Regions from separate parts of the Gossypium hirsutum genome. Here region 1 is linked to region 2. The links are chromatin contacts, called in public Hi-C maps. All regions are on one chromosome and are shown on one strand. Each heading gives the region's core, a stretch centred on a gene start, on an enhancer-like site or on the middle of the called end of the contact. The rest is flanking DNA. Distances are from core to core; before and after follow the strand shown. Region 1 holds the start of LOC107887450 (chloroplast sensor kinase, chloroplastic). Region 2 holds the start of LOC107886531 (protein-tyrosine-phosphatase MKP1).

What was found. A called contact is a pair of places that touch in the nucleus more often than the background predicts.
Region 1: a Hi-C map of leaf shows a contact between it and region 2, with 2.0 times the contacts expected there. The contact joins the promoter of LOC107887450 here to the promoter of LOC107886531 in region 2. A contact is called at or near these places in 2 of 34 Hi-C or Micro-C datasets (both in leaf).

The regions. Positions count from the first base shown.
Region 1 is chrA03:96,451,188-96,454,840 of Gossypium_hirsutum_v2.1, forward strand. LOC107887450 (chloroplast sensor kinase, chloroplastic) reads left to right here and starts at 2,392. Exons shown (of 7, transcript XM_016811713.2): 1 at 2,392-3,348; 2 at 3,543-3,608. The coding sequence starts at 2,671.
Region 2 is chrA03:96,090,679-96,094,186 of Gossypium_hirsutum_v2.1, forward strand. It overlaps LOC107886531 (protein-tyrosine-phosphatase MKP1), which reads left to right and starts at 1,997. Exons shown (of 3, transcript XM_016810524.2): 1 at 1,997-3,508. The coding sequence starts at 2,692.

The sequences.
Region 1 (3,653 bases), core at 1,142-3,641, 360 kb after region 2:
GTGGGCGTGTCCCGAGTCACACGGGCGTGTGGAACCCTAAAGCATAAATTTCACCAAGTTTTTCTTAAAGTCTCAGTTAAGTCTAAATCGTATCGAATGTATGTTTTGGGCCTTGTAAGCCCATTCAAAGAACTAATTGCTTATGAAAGTAAAAGTTTTAAAATTTATCAAAATTTTACCGCCCGGCTTTGTATAATTGATTGAGTTAATCAGGTAACACCTCGAACCATGTCCCGACATCGGATATGGGCGAGGGGTGTTACAACCTAACTCTAGCCAACAATCGCTTCTGTGGGATTATCTTCTACTATTATCTTATGTTAGATCATCACTTCTTAATGGAAAATCCTACGTCATTTTGTCTCTTGGGCTTGCCAACCTCTGACGTAGTAAGCTAACGAACCGACTGTGCAACCTTCCCAAAACATACAAACGGCCGCCTTTGCACATGTTGAAAAGATCACCTTGTAAGGGACATGGAGGGAAACGTCACCCCCGTAATGTGGAGAAGTGATGCATATTTGTCTAGAAGGCTAAGTACGGATTCTAAGCCCCATGAACCCTTTTTGAGGAATTTTGACAACCTTCAGCTAGATAGATTTAGCGGCTCGTGATTTTGGGAAAAAACAAATAAATATAATGGGAATGGAATTTTTATTGAAAGAAAATATGAAAAGAACAAAAAGGCTAAACTTTATGGGGAGAGAGTGTTACAGAAAAAGATGGACGTGATTTTATCTCTTTTTCACACCTCCTTCTTTTGGAAAAAGAGTGTGTGTTGATTTTTATAATTTCTTGATGAATTTTGAGGCAAGCTTGTGTTAATGTGATACAAAAGACATCGAAGCTATACAACATATTGTCTTAGATATGATGATCATTCGGGACCCTTGGAGCTTTTTTTCTACCCAGCCTAAGCTACATGGCATGCTTCACTCTTTCATTATGACCTAAATCCAGTGAGATTTCCTTCATTTGCGCAATGGTGGATTTCAGCACAAAAATGCTTGCCTCCTTTAACTCTTTTCTTGGTCCCAAGCTCATTGCTTCATTTGTTAGGAGATTAGGAAAGCCTACAATACCGTTATTTTCAAAGGAAAAAAGAGGACTTGGTTCAGGTTGGGAACGAAGCCTTTAAAGGATATTTGGACTTTCTTGCCTCAAATCTTCCTTCGTTCTCATTTTTCCCTCCACCACCTCTTTTTTGACATGGATTTCTCCCCTAGAACGCAGTTTAAAGATTAATTGTGGCACAAATTTCTCTTCTTTGACCTCTACTACTGGTATTGTCACATTTGTCGGAGACAACCTAAGGTGTGTAGTTTCTGGAGCTAATGTGCTAGTCTACTCTTCTTCTATTTTAGCAACAAAAGCCTCCTCTTTAAGGCTTGGCTCAAAACTTCTACACTCTTATCATTGACAAAGTGCCATTTTAGAATCTGATAGCATGCTCTGCATTGATGTTTTAAACTTGGATTCAGATCATTCTTAGGAACCATCTGCAATCCTAGACAACATTCTCATTTAGCATGTGAATTGCTAAACCAACCTTATATGAAACCTTTCCGTTGAATTGTGTTCGCATACCTTCAATGGATTTATGACATTTTCTAAAAATAATATTAAGAAATAATTAATTACAAAAATGGGATGGAAGAAAAATTAATTATGAAAATGGCTCTTTTGATACAATGCACGACGGTGCCGCTTGACACACCGGTGACACCATTCCACTTTTCGGCCAATGATAAAGCAATTAGTGCATTTAAAAAAATTTGGTGACACCACTTTGTCAGGCGGCATAGATATGTATTTTTAAAAAATACATAAATAAATATAGACAGTGAAAAAGAAAAAAAAATTATGAGTGTCACTTAACAAATCGACGGCATTACTTATTTCTTTAGCTATTGTTTCACTTGTTTCATTGATGTCCTTCAGCGCTTCTTTCACCTTCTCTCTTGTTCCATCACTAACATTACCAGGGTCTTTTCCCCCTGTGCCTCTAAAACTAACATTATGTTTAGTAACATCTTTTTTTTGTCAATCAAAATTTCTTTATAAAAAATTAAAGTAGTGCCGTCGGACTCTTAGGCGGCACTTATAAATTTATTTTTTCTTCAATGCACATTTTAAAATACAAATATTTTTTTTAAAAAAAAAATTGTTATTGACTGATGATAACTGAAAAGTGAGGGTGGTATCGTCAATTTATCAGGCGACACGGATAAATACAATAAATTCATATCATAATTAATTGTTGTTGCATACTTTTTATGTAATTAATTAATTTTTAATTACGAATGATAAGCATATTAAAAAAACAAAAAAGCAGCTAAAACGTAGTCGTTTAATAAATATCAGCATTGAAACACCATTATCATTTGATTTAATTTTTGTTTTTGTTGTTATCCATCCAGTCCAGTCCACACTTATGGCAGGCTCGGTGGTTCCACCAATGCTTCTCTCTGCAACAACATCCCAACTCCCTCTTTCCCCGCCTAACTCCTCCACCAACCAAACCCTTCCACGTGCCCCCCTCTACCACCTCTCCTCCTCCTCTCTTCCCAAACCCCCTCTCAAACACCTCAACCTCAACTCCACCTCCCTCCACCACGTCTCCGCCCCCACCCTCCCCGACGACGATGAATCCCCCAAGCCCAACCCGCCATGGTCTCCTCCGCCTCTGCCGTCTCCGCTGCCATCCGTAAAGCCTCCACCTCCCCCGTCGACTTCACTCAAAGAATCGAGAAAAACGACCACCGCAACCACAAATTAATCATGCCTACCCCAGACTTCCAGCGCCTCTGCCTCGAACAACTCGACCTCTTTCGCCGTATCGTTGACCACGACGCTGTTCTCTCCGTTTATGTTAGGCCTGCCGGTAGTTACGTCATGGACCAGCTGGAGTTACGTCGGGTTACCTCGTATCCGGGAGTCGAAGCCGCCGACATTTTGTTTTTAGTCGGAAACTTCACTGTCCCCGCAGGACTGCGTGCCGCTGAAGCGGCGCTTTCAAGTCAACAAATGGAGGTTGTGGGGGAGCATAGAGCGGTGGTATTTCCTATGGTGAAGCAGCCGTTCGTGGTGGGCTTCTTGGTGGCGGAGCTCCCGGGGATGGAGAAGGTGCCGCAGGGGAGTGGAAGTGGGAACATGGTTCGTTTTCCGACTCCTGAGGAGGCTTACGCGTTGTCTTCTCCTTCTCCAGGACTGGGTATGAAAAAATCGTGGGAAATTCAGTCTCTTGAGAATGAAGCCATGAGGCAAAATGACATCTTTACTGTTGACGAGAGTTCCAATGCCATCAATATATCTCGAACTTTAGCAGTGGCTTATGTTATGGATCAGGTTAGTCACTCACGTCATATTTCTTCTTATCTTTATACTACCAATAATTTATACAAATGCTTCATTGCCATTATCAAGCGAAAAAAGAATTTAGCTTTGCCATGTTATGTTGTATGTATGTAGGAACTTAATGTGATTTTACTTGTGTGTCTTGAGTCAATGCAACTTTTATATTAATCGTATTTCTTCCGTAGAAAGCTATTTTATTACAGCAATCGACATGGCAAAACAATGTCAGAATGGGTGCTCTGGTTGAGCAGGTATAATGTGTTGCCTGCTGTACATACATTTCCTTCTTCTTCTTT
Region 2 (3,508 bases), core at 747-3,246:
GGATTTTTAAGAGATGGTGTATAAACACTAGCAATGTCGTCAGATTTTAAAAATTACACCCTTCAGCTCCATTAATTTTATTGACCAAATCTTCTCCATGCCTTTCCTCCTGCAAATTCTCCATTTCATTATGATTTTCTAGCACATTAAATCTAGATTTGATAGCCAATTTCCTATTAATTTTGGCGTCAATCTTTTTAGAATCCCTAGGATTTCGCCTATTGCGTCTCTCAACGATCATCCACGGGCCTTAGACGTCGTTGTTGTTGGACAAGCCATTTCCCTCTAGTGCCGTATTCGTCATTTTCTCTCCACCACTATTCGAGGTTTCATCAGTAGCTTCCCCTGAATTTATCACCTTTATAGAACAAAACTCCTTCATATGGCCATACACTCACATTAGAAATATAAAATATCTCGTTTATCGTAATTTGTGATACCTGAGGTTTGTCTAAACTAACATAGATCGTTATGCACACAAATTTACCTATTGCTCTGTTATTGGTATTGAAGTTTAGCTTAACAACCTTTCCGACTAGTCTGTCGATCTTCCATAAAATTTTCTCTTTTTGTGCATATAACCTGAGAGTTTGGGGAACCTTATCTATGACATTACCACACTAGGAAAAGGTTGTGCAAGGTCAAACTTAATGGACCATGGCTGAATTGTCAAGTATTGACCGAAGATGATCAAGGCCCTTAAGAAAAAACTTGTTCATAATCTTTTGGGTTCCAAAATTCTAGAAAATAACCATTTACAATATCCATCAAACTGAAAGGCTGACTTGGCTTCCACAAAGCATAGATTTTGTTTTGAAGCATTGCATACCCAATGCTCCTATCTAAAAGCTTAAACACCGTAGTGTAAGTCATATCATTGATTAACAACTGATTAATTCTCTTCGAGAAATTAATTGATGGGATACCGTTCACAAGTGACCTCATGATGTCTTATTCCATAAAGGTAAAGTCATCATCTTCTTCGATACCTGATCTACCATTCTTCCCTCTGAAAGCATGAGAACTTTTCCTTGACAACCTCTCCTTCCATGAAAATAGTGTGTCTGGGTCCAATTCCCCCGCCATCACCATATCCGAATTCGCTTCCTCATTCTGATAAGCCTCACATTTACATTCTTCATTGATAGAACTATTAGTTGTCATTTTCATTGAATTATTTAGGTGTCAATTTAATACATAACACTTCTCTTTTACATCAAGGGCTTTAACAACTATTGGATTGAAATTTTAAAATTTAGAAAATGTATAATGACTTATTTAGCCTTCCAATTTTACCAAAAAAAATCTTTTTAGCTATTCATTTATTTTTTTTTATCTCTTTTAGCCCTTAAATTTATATTATTTGTCAAATCACTCCAAAATAGATGAAAACGTTAACATTTAGTAACTTTGCTGATGTGGCATCCACATAGCTTTCAACATGCATGACATGATAGCAATTAATTAATTTTTTTAAATTAAAAAATTTTAAAAATAATTTTATATATTTTAAATTTTTTTAATAATTTTTTAAATTTTAAAATTTAATTAATTGTTGACGTGGTATCGACATGAAAATTCACGTGCATGCTATGTTAACAAAGCTAACAATTAACTTTTTCATTCATTTTGAGGTAATTTGATAAATAGCACAAGTTTAAAGGTTAAAATAGACAAAAAAATTAAATAAAAGACTAAAATAATTTTTTTTTATAAAATTAGAGGGCCGAATAAATTACTATACCGTTAAAAAAATATAAAAAACTAAAATTGATTAAATATTAAATATAGAATAAATTTACCACATAACTAATAACTTAATCTAGATCAAAATTTCAAAAATTTTGCTTTAAAATATTTATAAATCTCAAAATACAAAAGAAAATGAAAATAAATTCTTTATTCCTCATAAGAATAGTATAAATGGCATCACAAGATTTGACATGCATGATTAATAGGCCCCCATACCAGGATGACGTGTCACGTTGACCCTTTCTCTTCTGTTTTTTTCTTTTCTCAAAAACCCAACAAAATCATCTCCCATTGGCTGTTACGATTGTGTCACCCATAACTCGTTCCCACGAACTCACTTCTTCTTTCTATTTCACTTACCCTGTTTTCTTCTCTTTTGTTGAATGGTTTTTGCAGCAACCCCTGTTTCAATTAATCAGTTTCATTTCCTTTTTTTTTTCTCTTTCCAAATTCAAGTTTCAAAGTTTCGCTGGTCAAAGTTGAGTTTTCAATGGAATGATATTTTTTTTTTCTGTATTTTAGTCTCTCTTCAAAAATCCCAGCTTTAATAAAATAGATAAATAAAGAAAAAAATATTATATATATTTCTTGTTCCTCTTTTGTATATGACAGTTGGATTCTTACGGGTGGCATGAAGCCTTAGCTAATACTACGAGCTAGAAGTTTTACGGAGTCATAGTCGTATTTGAATTTTCTTCGTTATTTGATTCTTTGTCTAATCTTCTGTACATTTACTTAGAAAATAAAGAAAGAGAGAGAAGAGTCAAGGGGTTTAGGTAGAAAATTTGGGTGGTTTATTTATTATAAAAAAAGGAAAGACCATGAATTGGGGAATTTCCTGGAAGTATCCTTTAATGGGTATCAATTAATTTCTTTGGAATTCTGGTTGGAACTCCTTTTCTTTTCTTTTCTTTTTTTTTTTTTTGCTTTTAATTTTACATGTTTGGGCAAGAAGAAAAAAACCGGCTTGCCGGCACTGCTGCTGACGCCGACCGGCAACCATATCTACGGTCAATTTCTTGGACCGACCGTTCACCAAGTAAGCCGAACCCAAAACCGCCTCCGAACACAAAAGGGAGATCATGTTTGCCTCCTCTTTGTATAAAAAGAAGGCTGGTGGAAGAGTGGCCAAACGCTGGCTCTGATGACCTTGGTGTTTGGCCTCATCCCCAGACGCCTAGAGGCTCTGTTAAGCCCCTTCCGAGTCCCGGTTCCAATAGGGAGTTTCAGTTGAGGAAAGATAAGCTAGCTTTCTATGACAAAGAGTGCTCCAGGATTGCGGATCATATATATTTAGGGAGTGATGCCGTCGCTAAGAACAGGGAAATTTTGGCCAAGAATGGGATTACTCATGTGTTGAACTGTGTTGGTTTTGTTTGTCCCGAGTATTTCAAGAACGATCTTGTTTACAAGACGCTATGGTTACAAGACAACCCGTCCGAGGATATCACTAGCATTTTGTATGATGTGTTTGATTACTTCGAGGATGTTCGGGAACAAGGCGGGAGGGTTTTGGTGCACTGCTGTCAGGGAGTTTCCAGATCGACTTCTTTGGTGATTGCGTATCTCATGTGGAGGGAAGTGCAGAGCTTCGATGATGCATTTCAGTATGTGAAGACAGCTCGTGGGGTGACTAATCCCAATACAGGGTTCGCTTTCCAACTTTTGCAGTGCCAAAAGAGGGTGCATGCGGCGCCTGCAAGCCCGAATTCTTTGCTTAGAATGTATAAAATGGCTCCACACTCCTCGTATGATG